3 separate regions of the Mus musculus genome follow, and all the other regions are linked to region 2. Evidence: chromatin contacts called from public Hi-C data. All regions are on one chromosome and are shown on one strand. The core of a region is the stretch at or near the end of the contact, and the rest is flanking DNA. Distances in the headings are between cores, read along the strand shown. Region 1 overlaps Rps6ka5 (ribosomal protein S6 kinase, polypeptide 5). Region 2 overlaps Gpr68 (G protein-coupled receptor 68). Region 3 overlaps Rps6ka5 (ribosomal protein S6 kinase, polypeptide 5).

The links. A called contact is a pair of places that touch in the nucleus more often than the background predicts.
Region 1: a contact with region 2 is called in a Hi-C map of bone marrow-derived macrophages, with 28 read pairs. The contact joins two enhancer-like sites. A contact is called at or near these places in 1 of 484 Hi-C or Micro-C datasets (bone marrow-derived macrophages), 2 of 115 datasets of contacts at active chromatin or transcription factors (bone marrow-derived macrophages and large pre-B cells) and 2 of 9 other capture datasets (adipose tissue and liver).
Region 3: a Hi-C map of bone marrow-derived macrophages shows a contact between it and region 2, with 28 read pairs. The contact joins two enhancer-like sites. A contact is called at or near these places in 1 of 484 Hi-C or Micro-C datasets (bone marrow-derived macrophages), 2 of 115 datasets of contacts at active chromatin or transcription factors (effector CD8 T cells and large pre-B cells) and 3 of 9 other capture datasets (adipose tissue, liver and pancreatic islet).

The regions. Positions count from the first base shown.
Region 1 is chr12:100,608,690-100,611,389 of GRCm38.p6, forward strand. The region is part of intron 5 of Rps6ka5 (ribosomal protein S6 kinase, polypeptide 5); the gene reads right to left. Among named protein-coding and RNA genes, the nearest start is that of Ttc7b, 89 kb to the left of the region's middle. Within about 2 kb of position 1,267, at least 6 of the 459 cell types and tissues checked have an H3K27ac peak or open chromatin away from gene starts, as enhancers often do. A contact at or near this core is called in bone marrow-derived macrophages, where this site is marked.
Region 2 is chr12:100,876,837-100,879,604 of GRCm38.p6, forward strand. It overlaps Gpr68 (G protein-coupled receptor 68), which reads right to left. Exons shown (of 3, transcript NM_001177674.2): 3 at 1-2,576. The coding sequence starts at 2,447. The coding sequence ends at 1,350. Among named protein-coding and RNA genes, the nearest start is that of Gm36572, 15 kb to the right of the region's middle. Within about 2 kb of position 1,320, at least 48 of the 459 cell types and tissues checked have an H3K27ac peak or open chromatin away from gene starts, as enhancers often do. A contact at or near this core is called in bone marrow-derived macrophages, where this site is marked.
Region 3 is chr12:100,576,918-100,579,660 of GRCm38.p6, forward strand. Rps6ka5 (ribosomal protein S6 kinase, polypeptide 5) reads right to left here. Exons shown (of 17, transcript NM_001330702.1): 9 at 805-966. Among named protein-coding and RNA genes, the nearest start is that of Ttc7b, 57 kb to the left of the region's middle. Within about 2 kb of position 1,269, at least 12 of the 459 cell types and tissues checked have an H3K27ac peak or open chromatin away from gene starts, as enhancers often do. A contact at or near this core is called in bone marrow-derived macrophages, where this site is marked.

The sequences.
Region 1 (2,700 bases), core at 17-2,516, 270 kb before region 2:
CTCTTAGGGGAGAGCACTTGGCCTGACCAGCAGAAAACAAGGACCCTTCTATCATAAGAGGAGAAGCAATTGCTGCAGTCACATAGGACGTTTGCTGATGTGTGACTATTCCATCCAAGATCTACCTAATTCTGGTCAGCTTTGCTTATTGTTTTTTAGCTTTCTTTTGTTCCGAGTCCCAACATTTCACCATTCTGTAGGAACCCAGTCTGTTTTCTCCTGCTACTAAGTAACCAGCCACCCATGCCTAGAAATACTCACCAAGTGATTCTTTCCAGCTTTGTATTTAGCCTAATTACCTAGCACGTAGAAGGGTCCTCAACAAACACATAGACTAAATGAGCAAATGGATGTGTGCATCTATGGGGAGAGAGGAGAGTAATTATCAGGTCTCTCTGTCAGGGGATAGCCCACACACTACATGCCAAAGACACTTTAGCAGTGTGGTGAGATACTTTAAACATGCCACTTCAAAAGAATCCACTGCCCTGAAATATATATCATAAAACTAGTCACAGGATCGAGACACCACCACAGACATGCTTCTGTGCAGCCTAGGCTTATCGGGTTGCAGACTCCTCTGCAGAGGTGTGGCTGCAAAGTTTCACGCTCAAAATCCCCAAATGACAGCATCTGTCAACTTTCTAAAACAGGGCGTCCTTTTTATTTATATGTCTGAGTGTTCTTCCTGAACATATGTATCTGAAGTGTGTCTGAGGTCATAAAATCACATCGGATTCCCTGGAACTGGAGTGACAAAAGGCTGTGAGCTGCCATGTAAGCACTGGGAACTGTATTCAGGTCCTCTGCAAGAACATAAAGTGCTCGTAATACTGAACTATCTCTCCAGCCCCGATCTGTTAAGTTTTTTGCTCTTGGTTTCCCAGTGGGAACCCTCGATATCCCTGTCTAAGACACTCCTGTGCTCACAGTGAGGTGCTGGAACAGGCCATGGGCCCCGGACGGTACAGGGTGTCACAGTTTGTTTTCCCCAGTAATTTCCATATGGCACACTCACTCTCAACTGTGCCTTGGATACAGTCCATCTTCCCTCATAGGTACCTAATCAACAGGGGTGGCCTAGGACCTGGGGATACAGGGACTCTTTTCTTTCTTTCTTACAGGACACCCAAACAACACTCCCAGCTCCTTAATAATCTACACTTCTGCTTGAGAAACAACTGGTCGCTATAGCCCAGAGCAGCTCTGGGGAGGCAGAGGAGCAAAGCAGTCTGCTGCTGAACCGCTTCCTTTACTGCTCTAGGATTCAGCTCAATCGGCCGTCTCATCCACCAAAATGTAGTTCCCGCTATCTGCCCTTCCCTTTAAGAGTATATACACACTTCTCTTTTTTACTTTAATAGAGTTTAAAGAGGAAACAATAAACATGTAATCCTCTTCATTTTAATAAAGTTGCCACTAAAACTTTTATAAAGGAACAAAATGTTTTAAAATAAAAAAAGAGACTTGGCAGTAGAGCTGGAGAGACAGCCTGGCAGTTAAGACCACTTGTTGCTCTCTCAGAGGACCCAGGTTCAGTTCCTAACACCCACGAGGCCACTCAAATCTATCTAAAACTCCAGTTCCAGGAATCCAATACCCTCATCTGGCCTCCACAGCACTGCAAACATGTGGGGCACAGACACACATGCAGGAAAAATACTCATATACATGCACACACACACACAAAAATCAAATAGAAGTAAATTTCTCAAAATCCATCTAAATCTATTTTATAACTATGATTCTATATCTAAGAAAATTTATAGCTACAACCACAGTGTCATGAAAGTAAGAGCTTCCCTAATTTTTTCTCATTTTACTATCTAGCTTAGAAGCAATCTGTAAATACATAGTGGATGAGTAAACAAAGTTAATATACCTATGATAAAAATTTAGGACTTTTAGTCTTAAACTAGAGTTATCTGGGAGGAGGAGCCTCAGTTGAGAAAATGCTTCCACCAAATTGCCTGTAGGAAGTTCGTATGCTAGTCTCTTGATTCAGTATTAATGTGGGAGGGCCTAGTCCATGGGCTGGGACGTTCCGCACACTCTGGCCAGGTGGTCTTGAGTTGTCTAAGGAAGGCCGACGGAAAAAGCCCGGGGAGCATGGCAGTAGGCAGCACTTCTTTTTGGCTTCTGCTTCAACTGCTGCTTCCAAATTCCTGTCCTGACTTCCCTCAGGGAAAAAGTATGACCTGAGAGTTGTAAGATAAAATAAACCCATTCTTCTCCAAGGATTGTGTGGGCATAATGTTTTATCACAGCAACAAAAATCCTAAACAAGACACTCGGGACTAGTTTTGGAAAATTCCAAAAAGCAGTCAGACCTGAAGACCAATTAATTATTTCGTACCTACAATGCTTAAGACCAGAAGTGCTTTAGATTACAATTTTTAAACTTGGATTCTAGCATATTATCACATATAAATGATATCTTGAAGGGCTGTTGTATTTTATCAAATGCTTTTTCAGCATCTAATGAGATGATCGTATGATTTTTTTTCTTTGAGTTTATTTATGTAGTAGATTGCATTAATGGATTTTTGTAGTATTGAACCAACCTTCCATCCCTGGAATAAAGTCTACTTGGTCATGGTGAATGATGGTTTTGATGTGTTCTTCAATTTGGTTTGCTAGAATTTTGAGTATTTTTGCATCAATATTCATAAGCAAAACTGGTCTGAAATTCTCTTCCTT
Region 2 (2,768 bases), core at 70-2,569:
CCAGTGAGAATCCAGAATTTCAGGTCAAACAGGGGAAATACTGTGGGATGAGGAGGCACAGAACACTTAGCTATCACCATTGGCCTGTAAGGACCGAGGCTGGGGAAGGTGTAGGTCTTTCTGGCATGCAGCCATCTCTGCCAACTCTCCTATACCAAAATGCAGCTTAAGCCAAACCTGTGGTCACGAGACATGATTGTGTGTGTGTGTGTGTGTGTGTGTGTGTGTGGTTAGTTCATTGCACTTAGGAACTCTGGGAAACTGTCACTGTCACACTCCTCTCAAAAGCTGCTGGATGCTCTATGGTGCATGGGGAGAAGGGTAGGAATTACTGACAACAGATACATGATCCTAGTTAGTATCAATGTCTTGGCATACAGTTGCCATGGACACCCTGCCATTTTTTTTATATTCTCCCTCTTTCTTCTCCCTTAGGCTCTCAGGTCTGACACTTAGACTAGACGGACACAAAAAGCTAATTAGGGCTGGGCAGTGGTGGCGCACGCCTTTAATCCTAACACTTGGGAGGCAGAGGCAGGCGGATTTCTGAGTTCGAAGCCAGCCTGGTCTACAGAGTGAGTTCCAAGACAGCCAGGGCTACACAGAGAAACCCTGTGTGCCAGGAACTTGGCTAAGGACGCAGTTTTAGGCCTAAGTCTTCTTATTAAGCTTTAGTACGATGTTTTGAGGGCCCCTGACATCTCTCCGGCATCCCTGGGGTTTCTTTGCCATCAGCCCTTGGGGGTGGGGCCCTGTTCCATAAGTTCTGTAAAGTGAGACGTGCCTGATGCTGGGGTTTCTTCCCTGACTGCCTCTCTGCTGTTATCCCTAGCCACCAACCCCGCCCCTGTTCTTCACCTTAACCAGTCCTCTGGCCTAGACTAGTTTAGAGGCAAGCTCAAATACTGATGGTGGCTATATAGCTTCCTGTGTCACACAAGACCATAGCACACTTGGGCTGGTATCGTCTGTGACAACAGGGGCACTGGAAGGCTTGGCAGGTGACCACGCAGGGTCCTACCCTCCTCTCCGCACCCCAGGCCTGCTGCTCTTTGCAAATCTCCTGGAAGTGACGATGCCGACTCCCTCCCATCTGCAGCCCAGGCGGCCACCAAGAACATGGGAGGAGACAGGGCTCATTCACACAGTCAGCAGTGCCCAGGCTCAGGACACGGAGCAGGTTTCCAGGGGCCAGAGGGACCTGGCTGTGGCCCAAACCATGGTTCCTTCCTGAGGAGAGAGGCACCCGTACATGGTAAAGTGGGAGACAGCCACCATGCAAGCTCCCGACCACAAGGCCTGTTGGTGAAAGCTCAGGGCCTAACTTAGCCTCATACACGTGACTCAAGCTAGGCCAACCCCACTGTGGAGGGCCCTCCCACTCCCAGTGAGCTAGGGGTCTGGAAGGCTGAGTGGAGCTTGGTTAACAATTCAGGTTCCTCGCCCTGGGCCCCACTTTTCCCAGAGGCCTCAGGGGCACCCAGAGGGTAGGCCTCCCTGGCCCTGCTTGTCCTAGAGCAGGTAAGGACAGCTAGGCAGGCTCCTCGGAGGCGGGCTAGGTCCCTGTGAGTGGTCTCACTGACAAAGCAGTACAGCACCGGGTCAGCTACACAGTTGAAGCTGGTGAGGAGGAGGGAGAAGTGATAGACGTTGAAGATGCTCTTGGCAAACTCACAGTTTCTCTCCCAGAGGCTGCGTACCAGCAGCAGCACGTGGTAGGGTAGAAAGCAAGCCAGGAAGATGACCACGGTGCTGAGCACCAGCCGCTGAATCTGGTCCTTGCGGCTCTTCTGTGTGCCGTGGCTGCGGCGCACAGCCCGCAGGATGCCCTGGTAGGAGGCCAGCAGCAGGCAGATGGGGAAGAGAAAGCCCACCAGGAAGCGGTAGTAGTTGATGCTACGCTGCCAGGCCTGGATAGGGTAATGCTCAAAGCAGACTCGGTGCTGGTCCTCGTCCTCAATGACCTCCTTGTGATTGAGGAAGTAGATGCTGGTCAGCAGCTCCTTGGCCCAGATGAGCACACTGACACCCACGGCTGCCTTCAGGGTGCGGAACTGGTGGAAGCGGAAGGGGTGGGCCACAGCCAGGTAGCGGTCGATGGAGATGCAGCAGAGGAAGCCCACGCTGATGTAAATGTTCTCATAGAGGAGGATGCCACACACCTGGCAGGATAGGTCACCATGGGACCAGTCGTCGTGCTGAAGCACGTACTGCAGCCAGAAGGGAAGTGAACAGATATAGAACAGGTCTGCAATGGTCAGGTTACACAGGTACACTCCCAGCTCATTCCGGGCCTTGATCTGCAAGTACCCGAAGTAGAGGGACAGGCAGTTGGCTGGGAAGCCCACCACCAGCACGGTCACATAGACCACTGGGGCTAGTGTCTGGTGGATGGTGTGGTCGATGGGGCAAGATAGTGAGGAGTTTTCTGTAGTGATGTTCCCCATCTTTGGGCCAGAAGGAGCCTTATTCCTCATGGGCTTGGAGATGGAGCCAATCCCTCTCTTGCCATCTTGTTTATAGAAGGTGATGCAAATGTATCAGGATCTAGGCATCACTGGTGGTAGGCGGACCCCCTAGAAGTGAAGGTGGAAAAGACTTTGAATAATCACAGCTACCGTTTATGTGACACCTGTCATTATCAGGCACTGTTCTATATGCTATATTCATTTAAACTCTGGACCAGGCCGGGCAGTGGTGGCGCACATTCCAAAACACCAATGTGCAGCTTATGGCTCCCTGTCTCTGCCTTCCCTTATTTATCTCCT
Region 3 (2,743 bases), core at 19-2,518, 300 kb before region 2:
TGTTTGTCTCCCTCCCTTCCGTTTTTGATTTTTGTTTTTTTGAGACAGGGTTCTACTGGCAGCTGTGTTCACTGTGTAGCTGAGGGTGACCCTGAACTTCTTACCCTCTGGAACACTGGGATTTCAGGTGAGTGCTACCAGACCCAGTTTTATGCAGTACTAGAAACTAAAGCCAGAGTTTCCTGCCGGCTAGGTGAGCACTCTACATCTCTGGCCCCCTCGATTCAAGACTTTAAGAATTAGAGAGCATGTATAATTTATTATTCACTGAAGATAAAGGTCCAGGTAACACTGAATAGTTTAAAGAATGGAGTAAAAAATAAAATAGCATTATAATTTTCACATGAGCCTCAGCAGAAATGAATTTTCAAGTATAAAATGAATACCTCGTCATAAAAAACAAACAGAGGTTGGTTGTTCGAATGCACACCTTTGATCCGAGCTACGGAGAAGCAGAAGTTCAAGACGCGTCTGTTATATATAGTGAGCTCCAGAATAGCCAGGGTTACACAGCATGACCCTGTCTCAAATGAACAGACAAAATATCCCACTAAACAATCCAAATCCCAAAACTCCAACTTCTGTCTCAAAAAAACAAAACAAAACAACAAAAAAACCTAAAACATACACATTAAAAACTATAATAAAATCTATTTAGTAAACTGCAAACTTCCAGATAGTACCTCAACATATCTCTAAATTTAGTTCTGAAGAGATTATAGAATTCTTATTTTATGCCAACAAACCACCTCACTAGGAAAACTGGCTTTCTTCCAAAGCATGTCTGGCATGCTGCAACTTTACCTGAAACAGTCGCTCGGAGCTCTGTGGCAAGGCAGCGGGAGAGTAGGTGGGGTCCATCTCTGTGAACTCTTCAGCGAAGTTACTCACATCTAACTCATCCCGGATCACCGGCTTGAATGGCGCAGGCACTTTTTTGGCAGCTAAGTCATCCCACTTTATCTTCTAGAGCACAGCAAGAAGATTGGGACAAGTCAAAAAAAAAATCAAACTATATTATGAACAATAGATATGGTTACTTTGTTTTTTCTTTTTTAAAGACAGAGTCTTACTTGGTAGCTCTAGCAGGCTGGAACTCTCTACTGCAACAGTTCTCGACCTCCCTAATGCTGTGATCCTTACTACAGTTCCTCATGTTGTGATGACCTTCAACCAGAAAACTATTTTCATTGCTACTTTGTAACCATAACTTTGCTCCTGTTATGAATCATAGTGTGAATATCCATGTTTTATGATGGTCTTAGATGACCCCTGTGAAAGGTTTGGTGGTCAAACGATCCACATGTTGAGAACCATTACTCTATGTAAACTCACTGGCTTTGAACTGAGATATGCTTGCCTCTGCCTCCCAAGTGCTGGGATTAAAGGTGTGCGCCACCACTCTTAGCTAAGAGCACAGTTACTAGCAAGTCTGATTTAAATAAGAGTACATATTTCAAACTAAGGATTAAAAATATTTTTTTTCCAAGAATGATCCCATTTTCAGTCTGTAGTATGTGGAAGGTGCCTGAAGCTTTCTTAATGCAGGAATCTCAGTGTCCTCTAGAGGGCACCAAGACATAACCTCAGAGATAACAGAATAAATTACTTTTGTACTGAGCCTTGGCAGAAAAGAATTAAGCCAAAATGAAAGCCAACCAACCAACCAACCAACCGACCAACCAACATCTCCCCCAAACCATAAAATACTGCTATAGTGGTTGAAGTGTATTCTGTGGCTGTGATACCAACCCCTATTTTCTAGGGACTCACTGAGTTCTCCTCTTACACTGGTTTCCCTTTGGGTCGCTGGACTGATTACGAAGTAAAAGTGCCATGAGTCAAGTGTGTGTGTACACTGGAGGGCTTGCTATTGTAGCTCATTCAACCCCATTCAATATTGAGTGAGATACTGCCTCTTGTTTCCCATACACACTGTCTGAGTAACTAACTCGTTCTGTATTATTCTAATTCAATCCTCTGTTGTTTCTTTATGTGCCTTCTTTAAAATATTCTCAGTTCTTACTGAATTGAATTTTAAAGATTTCTTACTCAGTCTTCAAAACAAGGTGATACCATCATGCTATATAGCATTAAGACAGAGAAGCACCACCAGTAGGAGACATGATTTCCAACTTAGAGATGGATATTGACTCAGTGGTGGGGAAATGTGAAACCTACACTTGATGAAATTAACAAAATAGGTTCTTTTATAAAGGAAGTAGAAATAATTATGTGGTAATTCTTCAAGCTTTTCAGTTATGATGAGAGAGATAATTTCTTTCTTTTTTTTTTATTTGTCTCAGAAATAATCTGAGGCTCAGAAATAAGAGCTAAATATTTTTCACTGAAGTATTTGTTGCTAGAAGTGTGGACTAGAGTTCTGTCCACTTTCTAGCTAGTGTTCACTCCTCTGTGAGGCTGTGGTAGCTTCTGTTACAGCCATCTGCTTTGTGCTTCCCTGACTGAAGATACACCAAGAAACATTCTGGGCCAGGTGAAGTGGCTTGGCACAGTAAGGATGTCTGCTGGCCAACATGCCACTCTGAGTTTGTCCCTCAGCATCCCACATGGCTGAGCAAAGAACTGACTTCCATGAGTTGTCTTTTCTCCTTCACATGTGTGTGTATGTACGAGCATGAGTGAATGTATGAACACACACACACACACACACACACACACACGCACACACACACACACACAATATTTCTTAAAAATTTTAAGAAGACTCTTGAAAAATGAC